Regions from separate parts of the Mus musculus genome. Here all the other regions are linked to region 3. A link is a contact called in public HiChIP or PLAC-seq and promoter capture Hi-C data. All regions are on one chromosome and are shown on one strand. The core of a region is the stretch at or near the end of the contact, and the rest is flanking DNA. Distances in the headings are between cores, read along the strand shown. Region 1 overlaps Nid2 (nidogen 2). Region 2 overlaps Gm29899 (a long non-coding RNA gene). Region 3 holds the start of Nudt13 (nudix (nucleoside diphosphate linked moiety X)-type motif 13).

Region 1 (2,700 bases), core at 117-2,616, 520 kb after region 3:
TAAGCTATGCCCCTTATCTCAACAAAAACCAGGGTGAGTAAAAAGCTGTAAGTGTGACGCAGATGTGTCAAAGGGCAGAGTTCCCCAGCTCAGACAGGTGCACGTGTACAGGTGTGCTCCTGAGTCAGCACAGGTGCCACTTCAGAAGGTCATAAGCTCTGCTCTGTGAGACCACGGGCAAATGTCACATGCACTCCCTGGCCTCAGAAGTCCCCAACATGCATAGCCAGTGTCTGTCTCTTCACCTCCTTCTGTCACTAGGACACAAAGGCAATCCAATCTTGGTGGACAGGGGAGTCATTTTCAGCTATGTCCGTTAAAAAGAAAGCAGGTTTCCACACACGGCTTGGCTTGCAAATTAAGGGAGGGATAGATGGATTTTGCTGTCTCGTTATTTTGTAAAAACCGTACTGACCCAGACAGACCCTACTTTAAGCCTTATCAAGAAATGAAGAGAGGACCAGAGGCAGAAGAGTTAGGCTAATTCAACTAAGACACTAGATGTGATGATCCTGGGAGCCCAGACACTGTCCAGCAGCTCACACAAGACTTCAAATGCAACTCAAAGTTAGCGTGTGTGTGTGTGTGTGTGTGTGTGTGTGTGTGTGTGTGTGGACTAGCCCATGAGAATCAGCTTCCTCGCTCTTTTGCACTCTCTCCCCTCATTCACCTCACCCCCACCCCCCACCCCTGGGTACCACATAGGTCCCAGGTCATGAGGAATGGTGACTGTCTCTTAGTCCCAGGAAAGAGTTCTAAGTTAATAAGAATCCAGAATGGAAAATGACAAGAGGATTCCTTATAAAGGCTATGCTAAGACTCCAACACCAACCGAAGAATGAACTTCTACTGCTAAGCTAACCTGAGAGTTTATGGAAATTTGTTCTGCAAATGGAACTTGAACCAAGCACATGCCTTTCTCGGTCTGGAGGAGTCCCCGGGCTAAGGAAGCTGTGGTTCATTTAGACCCTCGTCTGTTTACTCTCCTACACAGACACTAGCACACCTTACACCTAAAATGGAGTCGCGCTAGCAAAAGCTAAAAACACCGCAGTTTCCTTTCTTTCACACAATAGGTGAACAAGTATTTACTAAACACTCTAAGCCACGGGCGAGAAGTCAGGCAAACAGTCCTGTTCTCCTGGGCAGCAGCCAGTAAACAAATATGGCTGATCTCAGTGAGCTGGGGCCTTGGGAGTAAGAAGTGATAATGAAGCGCATGAGAAAGAAGATGTCTAGGAGGCTCCAGAGGCAGAAGAGACAACGCGACAGAGACTGAGTGTGAGAAACCAGGAGCCGCTGCCCTCGGACACTGTGTGTGGAGTGTAGGCTTCCGGATAACTGGCTGAGACACGGGTGACAACTGCTGAGGGATTCCTCTGGAAACCTGATAGCAAAGCCCAGCCTTAGCACGGCACCTTCACAGGGAGGGTCAGTATGTTAGGAACGCGGAGATAACTGTTAAAAAGACTAATTCTGAGGCCCACCTTAAACCCACCACTTCCTTCCCAAGTCTATGGGAATGTCAGGAATCTTGTGCTCCGGCCTCCACAAACTATACATGGCTAAAATGCTATGCAGCCAAGCCTGGGCCAGCAGTGGGTTGTCGGGCTTAAAGAGCTCAATTTGCCATACACTTAACATCTGAGGTCGGACAGCTGCAAAGGGCATCTTGGGGTTTTTTTGTTTTAAATCTCACTTTTTTTCCCCATTCAATGTTTTTTTAAAAAACCTCTTCTCATACCCTTAATAGAAAGGGAAATGGGGTGGGAATATATACAGGAACAAAGCCAGGGTGCTGCCAGGGTACTTGAGCCTTCTCCTAATTGGGAGTTTTTAACAAAAATAGAAAAGTCTTCTCTGGCCGGGCGCGGTGGCGTGTGCCTTTAATCCCAGCACTGGGGAGGCAGAGGCAGGTGGATTTCTGAGTTCGAGGCCAGCCTGGTCTACAGAGTGAGTTCCAGGACAGCCAGGGCTACACAGAGAAACCCTGTCTCGGAAAAAAAAAAAAAAAAAAAAAAAAACAGAAAAGAAAAGAAAATTCTCCTCTGGACTTGCTCTGGCCCATCCTTCGTTTTTTTTTTTTTTTGCAAAGGCTTAAGCACTTGTCTTCAGCCGTTGGCATGCCTTCTCAGAGTGCATCCTCTGAAGCAAGGAGATCCCATAGTGCACATCACAGGAAGACACGCAGGGCACCTGCCCCATAGCGGGCAGACTTTTCTGCCTTTAACAACACTGACAGCTCCCTTAAGAACAAGAAACAACGTTTTCCCCGCAGGGCAGATTCCCCAACCTCCCACCCCCAAATGGTCTCACCTCCCAGAATGACTGACTACATAGAGTACCATATCTGCTTTGTGACAAGCAGCAGTGGCATGCCTTCCCTGCCAGGCTGCACGGCCATCCTCTATGTTACACTAGCTGTCAGGACACCAACAGGCTCTATCTTACCTTCTGGATGAGGGACAAGCCCCACCAGGGGCTTTCTGCACACAGGTATGATCACAGGTATGGAAGACTCTAGTCACAGACTGTTATGGAGATAGCCATGGGTTTGAGGCTTTGGGGCCAGGAGGTCTGGGTTAAGTGCACAGCCTGCTAGAGTTCCTCCTAGAATGGACCTCCAATGAGCAGGACACTTGTGTAACCCCTCTGAAGGCCAGAAGGATAGAAGGGCTCAGCCTCTTCCAGGATAAATGA
Region 2 (2,700 bases), core at 181-2,680, 560 kb after region 3:
CCTCCCTTTTTCTATAACTGGAGCTGTTGGGTCATTTACCAAGTGTGTGTTTAACTTATTAACAGTGCTTGCCCGCACCCCTGAGTGGCTGTGCCCCTTGCAGCCTCCAGTGATGTGTAAATGATTTAATCTTGCTGCGTCTGCTCCAGCATTCGGTGTGGTTGCTGCTTTATCCTCCTGCAGCCATGCAATCAGGATCGTTGGCACAAAACAGTATTATGTTATAGTTTTAACTTGTATTGTTCTAACTGTAACAACTAGTCATTATTTGATGTTGAGACCGTTACCTCTACATCCAGATGTTTGACATAGTGATGATTTTATTTCAGAGATGATACATGCTTGTTATTAAAAATAAAAACGATAACGGATTGTGAAGATTGGTGACACATGCCTTTAATTTCAGCACTGGGGAAACTGAGGCCCAAGAATTAAGAGTTTGAGTCCAGCGTGGGATGAAAGTGAGTTCGTGATGGCCCAGGAGACACTTTCTTGAAATTGAAAAGTCATAATTTGACAATTCCATGTTCCAAAATAATAACAATAGTACTTCTAGTATAAACTAGTAAAATTTGGGGTAAAATCTACTAGTATGGTTTAGTAATCTTAATCTTAGACCTCTGTGTTTGCTTGACTTGAAATAAAGGGAAAATGCCATCATGCTTTAAAAGTTCCTTTTATGCAGAGATAAGCACAGTTAATTGTACATTTGTTGTAAAAGATGAAATTACATATTTCATGCTTTGAGCATGTAGCAGTTATTTTAGTAACATATGATTAATTGAATTCTGCAGAGACATGAAACAAGGTCTAGTTGACTTCATGGTGATGCCTGAGGAAACTGAGTCTGGATAGTTGCAGTACCATAAGGGTGAGCAAGACGACCAAGAAATGCATGATGCTGTGTTGTTGCTTCCCTAGGCTTTCCCACATTAAGTAAGCTGATTCCAATGTGGAGCCACAATAATCTCATTAAAAGGCAATTCTTACTGCATCAGTCACTCCCACTAGCTTGTATAATATCCTCTGGGAAGCTCAAGTCCCACCAGTGTCCTCTTTTTTATTTATTTGATTTATGTCTAGTGACTTAACCTCAGACCCTGGTGTTTACTTAACTTGAAAGAAATAAAGGGAAGATCCAGTCATGCTTAGTGTTCCTTTCAGCCATAGATAGGCACACTTAGTCCTAGAAGGGCTACAGAGATGTAGAAAGAAGATGGACATTCTCTCCCTCTCCCCTTCCCCCCTCCCCCCTCCCCCTCCCCCTCTCTCCCCCAAGAGTATTTAATGTTTTGGTTGTCTAAGCAAATCTCTTGCAGCTGCAGCTGTTCAGTTCTCTGTTCGTGCCAAGGACCCTTTGTTTATAGTAAGTGCACCCAAGGAATTCTTCTTACACAAGTTGCACTACTTAAGCTTTTTTGCAAGTCTCAGACTTTATCACATCCACAGGGAAGCAGAGCCAGGCTCTTCTTTCTCAACATTCTTTCTGGTCAGAGCAGAATGAAGAGGATTTGATTTCGTGCACAGCAATTCTCAACCTAAGCCTGCTTGTGGTTTCCTCGGGCCTGTTTCTGAACGCACCCAACCCCATGCTGGATGAGGACCCTCAGAGGGGCCTGGGCAATGATGTTTAGTCCATCTGTTGAAGCTTTAAAGTCAGGAGAAATAAAAAAGCCAAAGAAACAGGAGAAATAACTGCAAAGACTGCAGAGGGACAGGAGGAGTGCCAGGCTCATGAGCCACTCAGGACCTCTCAGCACTGTGGGAACAACTAGTTGACACATTTACTCCCCCACCCTTGTTTTTGAACAAACAAACAAAGTCTTGCTATATAGCCTGGGCTAGCCTCAAACTCTTTATCTCCCATCTTTAGCCTCTCAAGTTCTGTGGCTAGAGGAATGCATCACCACACCTCTATTGTAGACCACAGGCATGCCTTTCCTTCCTTGTCTTTTCTTAGTGTGTGGGGTAAGTATGGGGCTGTGTGTGACTGTATGTGTGCCTGCCTGCCACCTCTCTCTCCTGGGAAAGGATCTCTCACTGGCCTAGAGTTCATAGCCTTGCTGGCTGCCAGTGAGTCTATCTTTTCAGTACTGGAATTTCAATCACAGGCCAGCACACCTGTTTGCCACTCTCCCTCCCTCCCTCCCTCCCTCCCTCCCTCCCTCCCTCCCTCCCTCCCTCCCTCCCTCCCTCTTTTCCTTTCTTTTTCTTATCTCTCTAGCCCCTAGACATACTTTTGTTTGTTTGTTTGTTTTTCTTTTTCTTTCTTCCTTTTTTTTTTTTTTTTTTTGGTTTTTCCAGACAGGGTTTCTCTGTGTAGTCCTGGCAGTCCTGGAACTCACTCTGTAGATCAGGCTGGCCTCGAATTCAGAAATCTGTCTGCCTCCCAAGTGCTGGGATTAAAGGCATGTGCCACCACTGCCTGGCTCCTAGACATGCTTTTAAGGCCCATGAATTTTGTTTAAAAATTAGTTATAGGGTCTGGGGAGGTGGCTCAGCAGAGAAGAACACTTGTGGTTTTAGAACCATCCCCAACTCCAGTTTCTGTGAACCAGACTCCCCCTTCTGGGCTCCCACAGGCCCCTGGCACACATGTATGCACATACAGGCAAAATATACACATAAAATGAGATAAATAAATCTAAAAATACTTTTCAAAAATTGATTATCACAAGCTGGATATGCTGGTGCATGCTT
Region 3 (2,700 bases), core at 31-2,530:
CTTCCAGAGAGTCACAGATGTGCACTATTGCACCCCACTTTACATGGGTCCTGGGGACTCAAACTCAGCAAGCACTTTATCTGCTGAGCCACTTTTCCAGCCCTGACTAAAATTTACTTATTTATTTTTACTGATTTTAAATTTCATTTATTTATTTATTTTTGAGACAAAGTATCACTCTGTAACCCAGGCTGGCCTCAGACTCATAGCGACTCTTTTGCTTCAGCAGGAAGGATTATAGGCTATCTTTAAATTTTAAAGCACATGCATATACATACATACACACACATATATATGTATATATAAATACAATAATGTATAACAAAACCAGTAGTTTCCAGGACTAACGGCTAAAAGAGGTTATTTTCACGCTACTGGAAATTTAGGCTACTGGAATTCCTCTGGTGAGGTTAATGGGTCCTGGGAATCGAGCTGTAACTACTCACTGCTCTTGTATGGCCATACAGCTACCTGGTTTCTTGTCCAATATTTGATACCAAATTAATTTTAGCCAACTGTCGATTATCATGGCCTGACGACTGGACAATATGTCAAACAGCATCCCCACACTTGACGCTCCTGGTGTGTGTGTATACAAAGAATTATCGATGAGATGAAAGGTAACGTTGTTTTTACTCAAAACTAATAAATGCCAAGGCATTTGAACGTATGAACTAACAACTTCTATGGCACACACACACACATTTCTCATTCTGTTCATCTTTCCAGATGGAATGACTTGAAAGGCATAAAGCGTGACCGTGGGTTCCTCCTGAATCTTCACAGGTGCCCAGGGAGCAGCCACTCCACTGTGGACTTCGATGGCTGGGAATGCTGGAAGCTGATGAGCAGCCGTGTTGCAGACTTCACGGTCTCTGTGCCCTGGTTTATATAAAAAGCTTTATGGTTTATTTCTAAAAGATCCCGCCACCATTTAAAAAATTAAGAGAAAAGGTGAAATATTGGAAACTTCCATTTTAAATAGCTCTTCAAAAATATTTCAGAAAATATTTAGAGGTACTCAATGTTGGGTACAAAAACGTCCGGTTTCTCGAGATTTGAAAGGTTTAAGTTAAAACTGTCAAACTCTGTAACCGAGAGCGTCTGGCAAGTTTTGATTATGGCTCCTTACTACATCCTAGTTGCACTTAGAACAGGTTTCGTTTCCTGTACTCACTCTTTTCGAGATGCCTTCTATGCCCCAATGGTCTGCACGCCCCTGGAAACTCCAAATGTTCAAGTTCAAATGGTTTCTCTTTTCCCTTCCCAGTGGGATTGACGCTTTGCCACACCTCCCAGAATCCTCCTTAAAGATGCACTCTGGGAAATGTAGTTTCATCGCTACAGCGCACGTAGGGGTGGTTGGGTAAGTGGAAATCTGACACACTTCCCAGCAGTCTCAGAGAGATTACCGATGCACTCTGGGAATTGTAGTTCAACTTTTAGGCCGGGAGCTTGTAACCTTGGGTTGCAAAGTTAACCTTATAAAGCATATAGTGAAACCCACCACAAACAAATAGCTTTAACAGTTTCCAGATCTTCTGGGCTAGATGCTGCTTAGCTGAATTGGTGAGCCCCAGGTTCAGTGGGAGACCCTGCCTCAATGAACAAAGGGGAAAGCCATGGAGGAAGACATTCCATGTCAACTTTACCCTCTACACCCACATACTTTAATGTGCACCCATGGACACACATGTGCCATGTACATATGAACATGAAAAAAAAATCTTTTTTTAAGGTTAGGAGTTCCGGGCTTAGCCGGGCGTGGTGGTGCATGCCTTTAATCCCAGCACTTGGGAGGCAGAGGCAGGTGGATTTCAGAGTTCAAGGCCAGCCTGGTCTACAGAGTGAGTTCCAGGACAGCCAGGGCTATACAGAGAAACCCTGTCTCGAAAAACAAAAACAAAAACAAAAAAAGGAGTTCCAGGCCTGCCTTTAATCCCAGGAGACAGAGGCAGAGCCCTCTGAATTTGAGGTCAGCCCAGTGTACACAGTAGACTCAGGTTATCAGGGGTGCATACTGATACCTTGCTTTAAATAAACGAGGGACTGTGCTTAGGTATATAGACGCTTTAGGTAAAACTCTTACCTTGGTCAATCAGTAGGATCAATCACCATCTAAGACGAATCTCCAGTAAAGCTACTTGGGGCTGCTTTCTTTCTTACTATGGGAGTTGCTTGCTTCTGTGAGAAGCCAGTGCTATTAACCACTAAGCCATTTCCCTAGCTCTTCAAAATATAATTAATGAGACAAAATATTAAAAGTACAGGATACATAAAAAATGCATCTTAATGTAAACAAAATTCTATGGGAGAAAACAAAATAAATAACTGTACACACGGTTGTAAGTGCTGGGGCAGAAGTTAAAGCATGGTAAGAGGAGGAGCGGTTTTGCTATTTTACGTAGGATGGATAGCCTCATTGTTAAGGCAACACTGGAATAAAGAGCTTGACAGAGCTGACAGGAACAGCCAAGTTAGGATTTGTGGGGAGAGACTTGTAGACAGAGTAAAATAAGCTCGTGCAAAGGCCCTGGGGTGGAGATGTGCCTGGCGGGTGTAAAGAAAGGTTAGGACTGGGGCTGGAGAAATGGCAGAATGGTTTAGAGTCCTGATTGTTCTTCTAGAGGACCTGGATTTGAGTCCCAGCTTCAATATAACAGCTTACAACCTTCTGGAACTCTAGTTCCAAGGGATCTG

The links. Promoter capture Hi-C pulls out the DNA fragments that hold promoters and counts their contacts. HiChIP or PLAC-seq counts read pairs in DNA pulled down with a chosen protein or histone mark.
Region 1: a contact with region 3 is called in an H3K27ac HiChIP or PLAC-seq map of extraembryonic endoderm stem cells, with 6 times the contacts expected there. The contact joins the enhancer-like site here to the promoter of Nudt13 in region 3. A contact is called at or near these places in 3 of 39 promoter capture datasets (cranial neural crest, liver and stem cell-derived epiblast-like cells) and 4 of 115 datasets of contacts at active chromatin or transcription factors (embryonic stem cells, epiblast stem cells, extraembryonic endoderm stem cells and 1 more).
Region 2: a promoter capture Hi-C map of embryonic stem cells shows a contact between it and region 3, with 5 times the contacts expected there. The contact joins the enhancer-like site here to the promoter of Nudt13 in region 3. A contact is called at or near these places in 7 of 39 promoter capture datasets (the 3T3-L1 cell line, cranial neural crest, embryonic stem cells and 4 more).

What each region holds. Positions count from the first base shown.
Region 1 is chr14:19,773,102-19,775,801 of GRCm38.p6, reverse strand. All of the region lies in intron 4 of Nid2 (nidogen 2), which reads right to left. Among named protein-coding and RNA genes, the nearest start is that of Nid2, 23 kb to the right of the region's middle. Within about 2 kb of position 1,366, at least 23 of the 459 cell types and tissues checked have an H3K27ac peak or open chromatin away from gene starts, as enhancers often do. A contact at or near this core is called in epiblast stem cells and extraembryonic endoderm stem cells, where this site is marked.
Region 2 is chr14:19,737,016-19,739,715 of GRCm38.p6, reverse strand. All of the region lies in intron 3 of Gm29899 (a long non-coding RNA gene), which reads right to left. Among named protein-coding and RNA genes, the nearest start is that of Nid2, 13 kb to the left of the region's middle. Within about 2 kb of position 1,430, at least 61 of the 459 cell types and tissues checked have an H3K27ac peak or open chromatin away from gene starts, as enhancers often do.
Region 3 is chr14:20,293,270-20,295,969 of GRCm38.p6, reverse strand. It overlaps Nudt13 (nudix (nucleoside diphosphate linked moiety X)-type motif 13), which reads right to left and starts at 1,280. Exons shown (of 9, transcript NM_026341.3): 1 at 1,178-1,280.